2 separate regions of the Mus musculus genome follow, and region 1 is linked to region 2. The links are chromatin contacts, called in public Micro-C maps. All regions are on one chromosome and are shown on one strand. Each heading gives the region's core, a stretch centred on a gene start, on an enhancer-like site or on the middle of the called end of the contact. The rest is flanking DNA. Distances are from core to core; before and after follow the strand shown. Region 1 has its middle 55 kb from the start of Gm35542. Region 2 overlaps Gm3134 (predicted gene 3134).

Region 1 (6,091 bases), core at 205-2,704, 210 kb after region 2:
ATTTGCTTATGCCAATATCACTCAGCTAATAAAGATATATCATTATACATGACATTTAAACATAAAATATTCCCTTTCTTCCTTGTGGCTCTAAGTTTACACCAGAAGACAAGAAGAGGGGACTTTCTCTGTGTTCAGTTAGCTCAGCTGTGTGTCAGGCTGTCCTGACAGTCCGGTAGAAAACAGACAAGGTTACCAAGGCCATGCCCAACCGACCCTCAGCCCTTAAACCAGAGTAAGAAAAGCAGGCCAGGGACGGTTTTGGAGGTCCAGCCAGCTAGTGGTCTGGGTGGCTGACCCCTGAGCCATGCTTGGCTTTGCCACCGTCCCCAAGGTTGTGTTGGAGATTCGCCCTGGCATTCACTGGGCCATTTGTGCCCTCCCAGCACAGCTAGTGGCTCTTACAGTCAGCAGGGGACTAGGCCCTGGCAGCCATGGCTTTAAAAGTAGCTTTGTTCAAATGAGTCTCTCCCAGAGGCAGTCTTTGAGCCTGGTGCCCACAAATTTCCAGACCCGGGAGAAACGCTGGCGGGATTAAGCTCCTCGGGGGTTGGGAGCTGGGGGTGGGGTGTGTTTATATTTTCTTCGCATCCCTTTGGGATGGGGGAACGGACAGGGAGGAGGAAGGGCCGAGGAGGGAGAATCTTCATTTATATGCTAATAGTTGCCCGCACCCAGGCTAAACTGAGAGAACTATTTCATGGGAAACTGACAATTTTTGTCAGCCAGGCTGCGCCTTCACATCTCAATGGGCCAATAATCTTGATTAGCAAAACAATTGGGGGCCTTGGGTTCTCGCTCAGGTTACACTGGGCCAGTTTGAGCATAGCTGGGGCCTGGGAGATGGAACTCATTGTCCCGAGCCAGGAGTTTAGGCAAATGAAGGGGACCACTGTGCTGGGGGAGGGAGGTAATGGACAAAAGGGGTTAATTTGATTGACCGAATCTTCATCGTTTTATAACAATCATTTACTTAGCAAGTAATTCGAAAGAAACCAGTGGCGCCGACAGGAAATTAGAGGCTGTATCTGTGTACCCCAGATGTGTGGGAATTTGAGCTGCCTCCTCCTGCCACTTAGCTAACCCGTGGGGGAGAACGGGGAAAAAAATCGCAACCCCTTGGGGCCCTAATTACCACATGCAGAATAAGTCCTTATCTAAAAATACACACACACACACACACACACACACACACACACACACACACACACACACACACACACACACACACACACACACGTTCAACACCTACAAAGAGTCACTGCGGGCCACGGCCAGCACCTTCTTTCGCTGAGAATTGGCTTTTGGTTTTCATTATTAGTTCACAGATTGCTAATTGATGCTGGACGAGGTGCTGGCGTCGCCCTTCGAGGAACTCCTAAGCCTCAGAGAGCAGCCGAGGCGCGATTTTCGGTGCGACCCACTGGCCTTCTTTCGTGCTTGTGTGTACGCGGTCGGAAGGGCTGTTTCTGTCCCTGCACTCGGGGAGGATTTCGTCCCCACCAGCAGGAAGGGACCGCCCTCAGGCTGCGTCTGCGACTAAACTGCAGTTCAACACTGAAGGATTAATTTATTGGAAACTATCTTTTGAAATACTGATGAACTGACTACAAGTGACCATAATAGTACAGAGAGGTCCCGTGGACCCGTCGCGGAGCCGCACGTTCTCAGAGACCGGAGATTTGGTTGCACTTTCCAGCTGATCCGCGACCTCACTGCGAGTCAACCTTTTTAAATGCTACTGGGTACAGTGTGTGTGTGTGTGTGTGTGTGTGTGTGTGTGTGTGTGTGTGTGTGTGTGTGTGTGTGTGTGTACCATGAAATTTCAGAGCTGGGAAGGTGGCGGTGACAATGATGGTGTCCGTGTGAGTGTGTGGGGGCTCATCCCACCCACTCCCCTCCTGTCCTGCCCACCCTCACTGCAATCTCCTGACTCAGAACCATAATGCCCTCAGCAGCTATCACAACCTACCTCCCTAACAGGAAACTCATCATTTCTTTAAATATTTTGGTCCCTTCTCCTCTGAAAGAGGAGACACATCTTTAGTGGTTCAGATTAAGTCAGGCTAACACAGTGGTCCTGCCTTCAAATTACGCCACACTCCCCCACCCCTCGAGTTTTCAAACTCCCTAGTGACAGAATGGATCCAAATTCTGTTTCTGGAAATGAGATTGTTACTACTTTAGGTTAAAATGATCTGCACAGATTCGTGTTTTGAACACATGGTACCCAGCTGGCCTTGCTCTTTCACAAAGTTCTGGAAACTTTGGCTATTTGGTCACACTTTGGATATTTAGGAGGACTGGTTGGGTGAATAGGTCACTAGGGTTGTTTAGGCCACTTCCTGACTACTCTCTCAGCTCCCCGGTCCACGGAGATGAACAGTAGTCCTTGCTAGATCATCAGAGAGAGGCAGAAAAGGCAGGATCGAATCTGACCTTTTGAAAAGGCAGGACCATGTTTATTAGGGTCATCTCAGATCACCAAGCAGGCAGATGAGTCAACCCCAGCATGCATGGGAATGAGAGAAATTTCCCACAGAAAGCTGTTTGCAACCTTTACAGGGGAGAAAAAGACTCTGGTACCATACAAGGGACACTGGGAAGTGCAATCTTTGAGCAGGAAGCTAGCTTTCTGCCTTTCATGTCCTTTAATCCACTAGTCTTTTAATCTAATAGTACTCTGTGCCTGGGACCAAGCACACATGAGTTGAGCCCTCTGGAACCCTGAGTGCAAATCAGCCTCTCTTTCCTTAAGTTCTCACAGCCATAACAACGGAAACAGAACAGAACGGGGGGACTCGGGCACCAGAATTATTTTGTAAGTAACTACCTCAGCAAAGTGGCACCTGGAGACTGCCCCAGAACCCTCAGAATGTTGAAGATGCACCCACTCCACTTAGGATAAAATACAGCAGCATCCAGTTAAATTTAACTTAGGGACTAACAATCATAGTAGCCTTTTGCTTTATGTGTATTTCAACTCCTGTCTGACACACATTTATGTTAATAATGATTGAAATTCAAGTTTCAATCAATCAATCAATGAATCAAATTGAAATTCAAACACAAGTGTCCTATCCTTATGTTTGCAAAGTCTGGCATGTTGACATACACATAAGATGTTTCTCTCCATGCCGAATTCTTCCTAAAAAAGTTCCAAAGCCTTAGCCAGTGGATAAATTGAAGTTGGACACTTTCTGAGCCTGGCTTCAGTGACTGTCCCCTCAGATTTGGCCACCATCTTGCTTCATATTCTTTCTTCCTTGTTCCTAGCTCCAGCTACTCCTAGTGTTAGAAAATCAGGGAGGTAAGGGTAATATCAGCAACAGATGTGGCCAGAGCCTGTGACCTCTGACTTTTCCTTGGTTGGTTAATACTGTGTTGTCATGTTTCCCTTCTTCACAGTAGGGCACGTGTCTTGGCTGCTCAGTGTGATTCTTAATGCGGAAGAAGATGTCCAGAGGTTTGTGAATTAACCTAGCAACAGACAGAGTAACAAGAGGAAAGCACCCACGATTGATTGACATAGTGAGAACATGTACACAGATCTGAATGTCGAGATCCAAGTGATGCTTAGAAATGCACCTAATGTACAGGGGCATAGGGAGGGGGAGCAAAAGGCAAAGGAGCCTGTGGAAGAACAGCTGGTGGGATGACAGGCTGATGTCTGTCTGCTTGCAGGAGCAGCTTTTCTTCTCTGAGAAGTCATGTTTACAGCTGTTGCAGAGAATTGAATACCTCTATGAATTCTCCTCATTGGAATTGCAGCGTCTCCCCTATCTCCCGAATGAGAGTCTGCTGGATAGCTAGAACCTCAGGCTCCTATTCCCCACCACAAATCATGAGGAACGCTGTCCCAAGTGCAGCTGCCAACAGAGTGTCTCTCCTGTCTTTGGATAGTGTCCACTTCTGAAACATAAAGCACCCATGTGCCATACAACTCCTGTGGGTATATCTTGGTCTCTTAGAAGAGGTGAGCATTCTGAGTCATCCCTCTGAGGAGATGAGAAGAACGAGATGCCTTCATGGTTGTTTTCCTGTTGCCATAACAATATAACATAGCCTAGGACTTTGATGAATAATAGGAATGTTCTGGAGGTTGGGAAAGCCAAGTTCAAAACACCAGAGACTCAGCAACTAGGGAAGGCTTGACTTTATTTCCAAAATGATCCCTGGTCCCCATGTCTTCTGGGCAGGATGAATCTATGTCCCGCCATAGTGACAGGGACAAAAGACTCAGGTAATTTTCTGAAGATTCTCTTACAGGATGTGAGTCCCAACCCAAGAGTGGTGCCTTCATAACATAGTCACTTCTGAAAGGCCCCACTCAGTCTTAAGACCATCACCTTGAAGGTCAAGTTCCCACAAGCAACAAGAATGCAAGAGGCAGACCCAGGAGGCAACAGCAGAGCCTGACATTGCTCCTGGTATTGTAAGCATGATCTGCTTGGAGAGTTCTGTCCACATGCCTGATGATGCTTCTAGGAAACAAGGAACCAGGATGATCCCTGGTCAGCTGGTCCAGCTAATGAAAACTCTGCACAGTGAAGATCTGCCAGACAGCCTTAGCCATGATCCCCTCCCTGCCCTCCTCTTCCCTGTCTTATTATGCTCAGCAATACAAGCGAGAGTATGCTCCCAGCCAGAGTCTTCACCTTGGTTCAGGTCAGTGGCAGGCAGGGACAGCCATTTAAGAGATATGGTCTCAGAGCCACACAACCCCTTACCCCACAAAGGATTCCTCAGTTTAATAATGTTGCTAGCTCATTTTATTGTGAAATGTGATTTCCTCAAGGCATTTGAAAACTTTCCCTGTTATCTCCTGGAAAACGGACTCTTTCTCATTTCCCCAGAAGTAGAGTTCAGTTGTTAAGAACTAGGAAGGTCCCCAAAGCATATTTGCATATAATTTACATTCATGCTTTATAAGCTCCTGCTTCAAGGTAGAGGAACTAACACAACATTCTTTTCAAATGGGAGCTTCTTTTTTAATTAGCCAAGTTCAGTAAGCTTGACTGTGTCCTATCTGAAGGCCAGAGTAAGTACAAATTGCAAACCGTCATATTTCAGATCAACATATTGACTGAACTTAAGCTTTCCTTTGTTATATTTTGTACTGTATCAGATTCTAACCTGTTCACATAGTAGTAGAGATCTACAAAAGTAGAGACTCTAGACGTCATTTGCTTCGGGGGGGGGGGGCGTTGTTTGTTTGTTTGTTTGATTGTTTTGTAAGGATTTTACTGAGAAGAATCTGAAGCTTAGTCTTAGTTTAGTAGAAGAGACAGAAATGCTGTGATTGATTAGTGATGTCTGCGCAGGACAGCCATGTTGAAGTGGCAGGACCACACCAGGCATCAGTAGTGCAGTTAGGCCCATCTCTCATTTTGCAGATGAGAAAGCCACCTGCTAGAGAATGAGAACAACTGAAAGTCTACCGATGAGCCAAGGTGTTTTGTTTTGCCCTCCACTTCAGTTCCAGTGCTAATTCTATGATATAGCAAAAGGTCTCCAATATCTAATCCTACTGTTTGTATTAGGTGAACATACAGGTTAATTGATTCTGCAGACATTGTCTCATTTTACTTATTTAAACAGAGGTAGAGAGCAGTTATCGGTTGCTAGTTTACTACACACACATAGTAAACACACCAAACTTGTTTTCATTTCTCTTTTATTGAAAATAATATTTTCTTCTATGATATATTCCAATTATGAATTTTCCTCCCTCTGTTTTCCCCAGTTTCTTTCTACCTACTCCAAATGTTGAGTAGAACAGAGTAATAATTCATACACTTACTATTATAACAGCAAAGTGGATCTTAGAGCAAAAGTTCTTGAACATAGCTGGACTGGTGATTTTTAATGGTACAGTTTTATGAATGAATGAGCTATAATTATTTTAAGACAAAATGGTACTCTGAGTTCCTAACAGATGACTTGGAATCGTTTTTTGTTTTTTTGCTTTTTTTTTTTTTTTGAGACAGGGTTTTTCTGTGTAGCCCTGTCTCAAAAGACATACAGGTTTGAGCCCTGTCTCAAAAAACATCCTGGAACTCACTCTGTAGACCAGGCTGGTCTTGAACTC
Region 2 (5,677 bases), core at 3,017-5,516:
GGCTGTCTATCACCGGCATTGTATGCCCCTGGGGAGTGACTGAGAGGAATTTTGGAGATAGGAGACTAAGATTGACCAAATGGATAAATACCTTCACAATAGCATGCATGTTCTTCTTGTGCAGATTAATAAACAGATGCTCAGAAGGGCTGGTACGCTGCCCAGTTTCATACAGGAAACAAGTGGCAGAGCTGGGCTTGCGTTCAGGATTCTTCTGTTCCACTACTAATCAAGGCTCTGTCTTTGATTAGAGAACGTGCTGGGGGCCTGGGCCAGCTGGCCCTACTGCAACCCTCTAGAGATTAACGGGTGGAAGTGTAGTGCCTTAAGTACCTGAGGTTCTTTAATCCTGGGTTGTAGGCATGATCTTAGGGGCCTGCCCAGGCTAGGCTCCATTGTAACTTCAGGATTGGGGTGGTTTCTGGTCATCAGGGTCCCTGCATCTCTGTCATGTTCCACTGGGGAAAGCCAGAGTATATTTTGATCCACTTTAAAGCACCTGAGGACACTTTTCTCAGATGTCACAAATGTCTCCGTCAGTATTGTTGGCTAGAAGTGGGGTATGTGGTCACTATCCAGACACCGGCTGGATACAGTTTAACTCAGATTTACCACTGGTGCTGGAACAAAATTCCAAACTGCATGGCCTATAAAGGTGATGGAGATGAGAAAGAGGGGCTGCAGAGATGCAGGGCATAGCTCATCTTTTCCAGAATGCTAGCTCTATTCTGTCCCCTTGCACACTGCTTCTTTCCACCTGTGACCCGCCCCCCCCCCCGCACCCCCACCCCGACTCCCTAGGGGACATGGGCCACCTAAAATAATCCATAACTCACTTAGAGGTGTTGGACGCATCTTTCATTTTAATTTCCTGGATCCCTGAATGGCCTCTGCTGTTTCATGTGGTCCCACCCCAGCCCTGAATCTGTACTGAGCTTAGTGGTGACTCTCTGGATGATCCTGCAGGGCAGTTGCTAGGCAAGGAGGCCTGGGGCACAGTCCCATAGATCCAGAATCATCTGGTGCTAAAGAGGGGAAGCTTCCGTAGGAGCAGGGAGGGGACTCTCCCTGGTCATTTGTGGCCTTGCTTTTGTTGTTGTCTTTAGGAATTCTAAAAGTCTGATCTCTCACTTCTTATTCCAGAGGATTCTCTGAGAAAGGTGTAGGGTCTTTCAGAATGGTTAAGGAGCTGAGCGAATGCGTACCACATCACATCTACCAACAGAAAGGCCACAGACAGACTAGGAGACATGGGTGTGCAAGTCAGAGCCTTACCAGGGCTATAAGAGCATCTGTTGTCAAACTGTGCAGTGTAGCAGCTGCACCGACACGAACCCCCCAAGGTCGGGGCTGTGTATGAGTTGACTCCGGACTCTGGACTGCAAGTCTCCTGGCACAGCATGAGCGGAGGTAAGTGGATGGATAGCTAAAGGCTCTCCCTTCAGGGCAGAAAGAAAAGTGCTCAAGAGAGATGCATGCTGGTTGCCTGGATTTTCAAAGGTTGGCTCTTTTGACTTGGTGAAGCGGGAAAGACATTAGCTATTTACTTTAAGCTGTGCCAGGAGGGCATTCAGAAAGGCTGAGGAGGAGGTCAGCTCAGTGTGTCTGATGTTCCTGGTCTGGGCGTCACAACTGAAAGTGCTCTCTAGAATGCCACCATATCACGGAGAGTAAACGAGAATGTCCCCAAATGTCAGCAACTTTGCCACAGTCACCGATCTCCATACATTACAACCGGACAGCCTTATTTCACACAGTAACCAGAAGATCACGAGGGAGAGGCAGGTCAGGGATAAGACAACTGTAGGAGGGCCAGAGGGCAGGCCACTGAGGTTTCAGACGGCATCGACACAGCTCTGCCAGCCACACACCACGTGACCCCAAGCAAGCCTGTCCTTGCATGTAGAGTCCATCTTTCCATAGTACACAAGGCGATAGATTTGTTATCCCTGTGGACCCTGCAGCCCCACTGCTTCATGCTCGCACACCTGGGCCCCACTGGCTGCACTGAATTCCTAGGAAGGGCACTGATGTCTTGAGTTATTCAACAAGCTGGGGAAGATGCTGAGAAGTGAGCCGATTCTAAGAATAAGGACGGAGTATTCCTGCTGCTACAGTCAAGAGTGGATTCTGGGTAAAGACATGCAAAAATGAATGAATGAGTGAATGAATGAATGAATGAATGAATGAATGAATGAATGAATGTGTGTTAAGTTCCCAGAGGTGATGTAGACAGCAGAGATGCTCCCTTAGCTAGGTCCTTAGAGGGAGGGAAGTTCTGGTCTGCATATTGTTAGACACTCTTGTAGGTGACATCAGAGCCAGCCAAGGACAGAGAGCTTGGGTCTCGCCCTCAGTTTCACAGGGAGATCTGGACTTAATGTAGTTTTTAGGAGTGCAGAGCTGGATTGTAGGAAAAGTAACCCCCATGCCTGAATGGGGGTGGGGGGCTCCCTAGCGCATGTCACACTTCAGCTGAGCCGAGGACACGTGCTGCTGGACTGTGTGGGCAGCTGCCGCAGTGTGTAGGTGGAACAGGACCGTCGCCACAGACGGGAGCTCCTGAGGGCTGCACCCTGGGGCAGGTGGCTCGGAGGAGTACTGTCCTCCACTCCACGCCGAAGTTGAACTGTGTTTTGGAGGGTTCTGTAGGTCATGATGGTCAAGACCATCAATAAAAGAGTCTTCTGGAGCCGGGTGTGGTGGCACACGCCTTTAATCCCAGCACTCGGGAGGCAGAGGCAGGTGGATTTCTGAGTTCGAGGCCAGCCTGGTCTACAGAGTGAGTTCCAGGACAGCCAGGGCTACACAGAGAAACCCTGTCTCGAAAAAAAAAAAAAAAAAAAAAAAAGAGTCTTCTGACCCAGCAAGAATTTGTTCGCAGTTTTCACCTGCATTTAAAATTTATTTTTTCAAGGAAGTCACAAGATTTCCTATGAACCAAGTAGAACACCAGAGAGTTAGCTTAGGAGCCTCTAGTAGTTTCCTTTCTTTCATTTTTATTTATGTGTACTTGTCTATGTGTCTGTGTGTATCACGGCAGTGACTGCTGAGACCAGAACTGGGGTTACAGGTGGCTGCATAAGCTGCCCCCCATTGGAGCTGAGAATGGAACGTAGTCCTCTGGCAGAGCAGCAAATGCTTTTAACTGCTAAGCCCTCTCTCCTGCCAGATTTCCGATCATGTTTGGTTCTGGGCCACTCTTAAACAATTCATTTTCTGGTACAGGCCTGCAACTCAGTGGTAGGACAATGCCCACCATGTGCAAGGTCTTTGGCTTGGTCCCTAGCAATGCAATAAGTAAATGAATTATCAGTTTATCAGTCTATAGGAGGGTATTAGAGAGTCTCTCCTGGTCAAGGCTTCAACAGAGAAATGCCCCGACTCAAAAGCAAATCTTTGTCCATTAGGATCCAGTGCACATATGTATTACAAAAAAATCATAAAAAAGAATAAATAAACCTGGCGTGGTGGCGCACGCCTTTAATCCCAGCACTTGGGAGGCAGAGGCAGGCGGATTTCTGAGTTCGAGGCCAGCCTGGTCTACAGAGTGAGTTCCAGGATAGCCAGGGCTATACAGAGAAACCCTGTCTCGAAAAACTAACTAACTAACTAACTAACTAACTAACTAACTAACTAACTAACTAACTAACTAAATAAATAAATAAATAAATAAATAAATAAAATGACAGTGATTAAAGGTGAAGTGTTTTTAATGCATTGGTTCCTAAGGTGGCCAGCGTCACCTGGGAACTTGGTAGAGATGAAGGTTTCCAGGTCCTGTTGTACTAGTAGCATTCCTGGGAGCCTAACCAAGAGTTCCAGGTGAGCCCAACACTTACTAAAGTCTAAGAGTTGCCTAATCTATTTAACAACAGCAACAACCACAACAGCATGCACATTTAGGTATAGTATGAAAGAGGCTACACCCACACCCCTCACAGGCTGCTTCTGGTCTCACTCACTTTGTCAGCTTAGCTGGTCTGACTCATTCTCGGCTCTCTCCAGACTCTGTGGGGTTCTGTCCCCTGCCTGGACAGGCAGCTCCTCACCTGCTCCAGTATGGCTGGCTCATGTACCTTGGCGGAAGGGCTCAAAGGCTTCTTCAGGGAGACTGCCCTATCTAAACTCTTCTCTTTCAGATCTAGCTCCCCGGAGTGCAAATGAAAATTGTGTCCTCGTCCACAGTCCCTGGGATATAGTAAATCCTCAGTGAACACTAGTGGAGAAGACAGAAGCGGAGTGATCCTCCGTCAGAGGGGCCGGTGTAAACTGGAATGTGAAATGCACTTTCAGGCCACAAAGCTTTGCCCCACCCTGCACCTGCCAAAGTCTTTCCTTCATCCAGGAATGCTTTCCTTAGCAATGAAATAACGAAGACAGGATTCCTTCCTGCAGGTGTTTTTCAGCCCTACTACTTTCCGTTGGTAATACTTTACATGTTTGGGTACCTGATTTGAGTGTCGCCTAGGAAGGGACTTCAGAAAAGGCCAAGAATGCTCTTTTTCTTTACAAAGGATCCTCTTTTCTCCCCTCACGTGTGAGCCACATCTTTAGATTCAGCCTTCTGGTGAGTAGAAAGAGCAGTGGCCTGGAAGTCCACTGTAGAGCTTAGAAATCAATGTAAAAGGAGCCTGGGTACAAAGAGGACTTGGAGTGATTTGTGTAATGATTTCAATGGAGCGTGCGAGCCTTCGGAGCTTGTGGGAGTGAATGTATGGCTTGGTTTCCAGCCTGCAAGCATCCTTGACTTCTGCATTTTCATTGCTGAAGCCCTTCCTGGGCAGGTGGTGACTTTGGGTGGTCCCCCGAGGCCCTCCTTGCCATTCTTCTAGAAGCATTCCAGGGGGCCCGGAAGAGCGCCCTGCCGTGCTGTTTGCTGGATAGCGTTATGACTGAACTCTCGCAGCTGAAACCATTAAAGGCTGGTCTCCTTTTAATTTCTCCTGGTTCCCTCTCAGCCTGCCTCAGAGAAACCTCTGATTTTCACTTGTGAGATGCTCGGCTGAGCTTGTCATACCCTAAAAGGTGATTTTAGTTCTCTGATGCCAAAGAGCCCTTTTCTGCTAATCAAAACACAGCTGCAAAGGCCCGTGTGATTTGCTAATGGGCACCCCAACTCGGGGGTATGTCTGTCTATACCTGGAAAATAGATGTAATTAGGATAACAGATATCATAAGGATATGCTAATGCATCAGGTAAAAAAAATGGGCTGGGACGTCGACAAGCTCTTGATGCTGAACCTCACCAGGCCAGCTGTGCCACTTAAGGAGAGACCAAAGCCAGCACCCACAAGCCTTCTCCAGTACCAGTCCTGGAGACCTCTCTGCATCCATTTCATCCCCTCTGCTGGGTGCCTCATACACATAAATTGTATTAAACAATCTTTCTAAGGTTTTATTTTTATTTAATGTATGTGAGTGTTTGCCTGAATGCGTGTCTATCCTGTGCACCACATGCACGCAGTGTGCTTTGACAGAGGAAGAGGGCATCAGATCTTCTGAGACTGGAGTTACAAGTGCTCATGAGATGCCATGTGGGTGCGGGTGTTTGACGTGCACTCTCCCACCCCTGCTCTATCCTCTGAAAGACCAGCCAGTGTGCTGAGACATCCCTCTAGCCTTGTGCTTCATTTCTAATATCAACTTAGGTACCCATCACTTTCTGAAGATAAGT

Evidence for each region. Hi-C and Micro-C count contacts between places; a contact is called where the count stands out from the background.
Region 1: a contact with region 2 is called in a Micro-C map of embryonic stem cells, with 2.3 times the contacts expected there. The contact joins two enhancer-like sites. A contact is called at or near these places in 5 of 484 Hi-C or Micro-C datasets (embryonic stem cells and nephron progenitors), 9 of 115 datasets of contacts at active chromatin or transcription factors (embryonic basal ganglia, embryonic forebrain, embryonic stem cells and 1 more) and 1 of 9 other capture datasets (embryonic stem cells).

Annotation. Positions count from the first base shown.
Region 1 is chr8:89,271,092-89,277,182 of GRCm38.p6, forward strand. No RefSeq gene overlaps it. Among named protein-coding and RNA genes, the nearest start is that of Gm35542, 55 kb to the left of the region's middle. RefSeq lists an enhancer at 1-2,391. Within about 2 kb of position 1,455, at least 53 of the 459 cell types and tissues checked have an H3K27ac peak or open chromatin away from gene starts, as enhancers often do. A contact at or near this core is called in embryonic stem cells, where this site is marked.
Region 2 is chr8:89,059,550-89,065,226 of GRCm38.p6, forward strand. All of the region lies in intron 2 of Gm3134 (predicted gene 3134), which reads left to right. Among named protein-coding and RNA genes, the nearest start is that of Sall1, 20 kb to the left of the region's middle. Within about 2 kb of position 4,267, at least 9 of the 459 cell types and tissues checked have an H3K27ac peak or open chromatin away from gene starts, as enhancers often do. A contact at or near this core is called in embryonic stem cells, where this site is marked.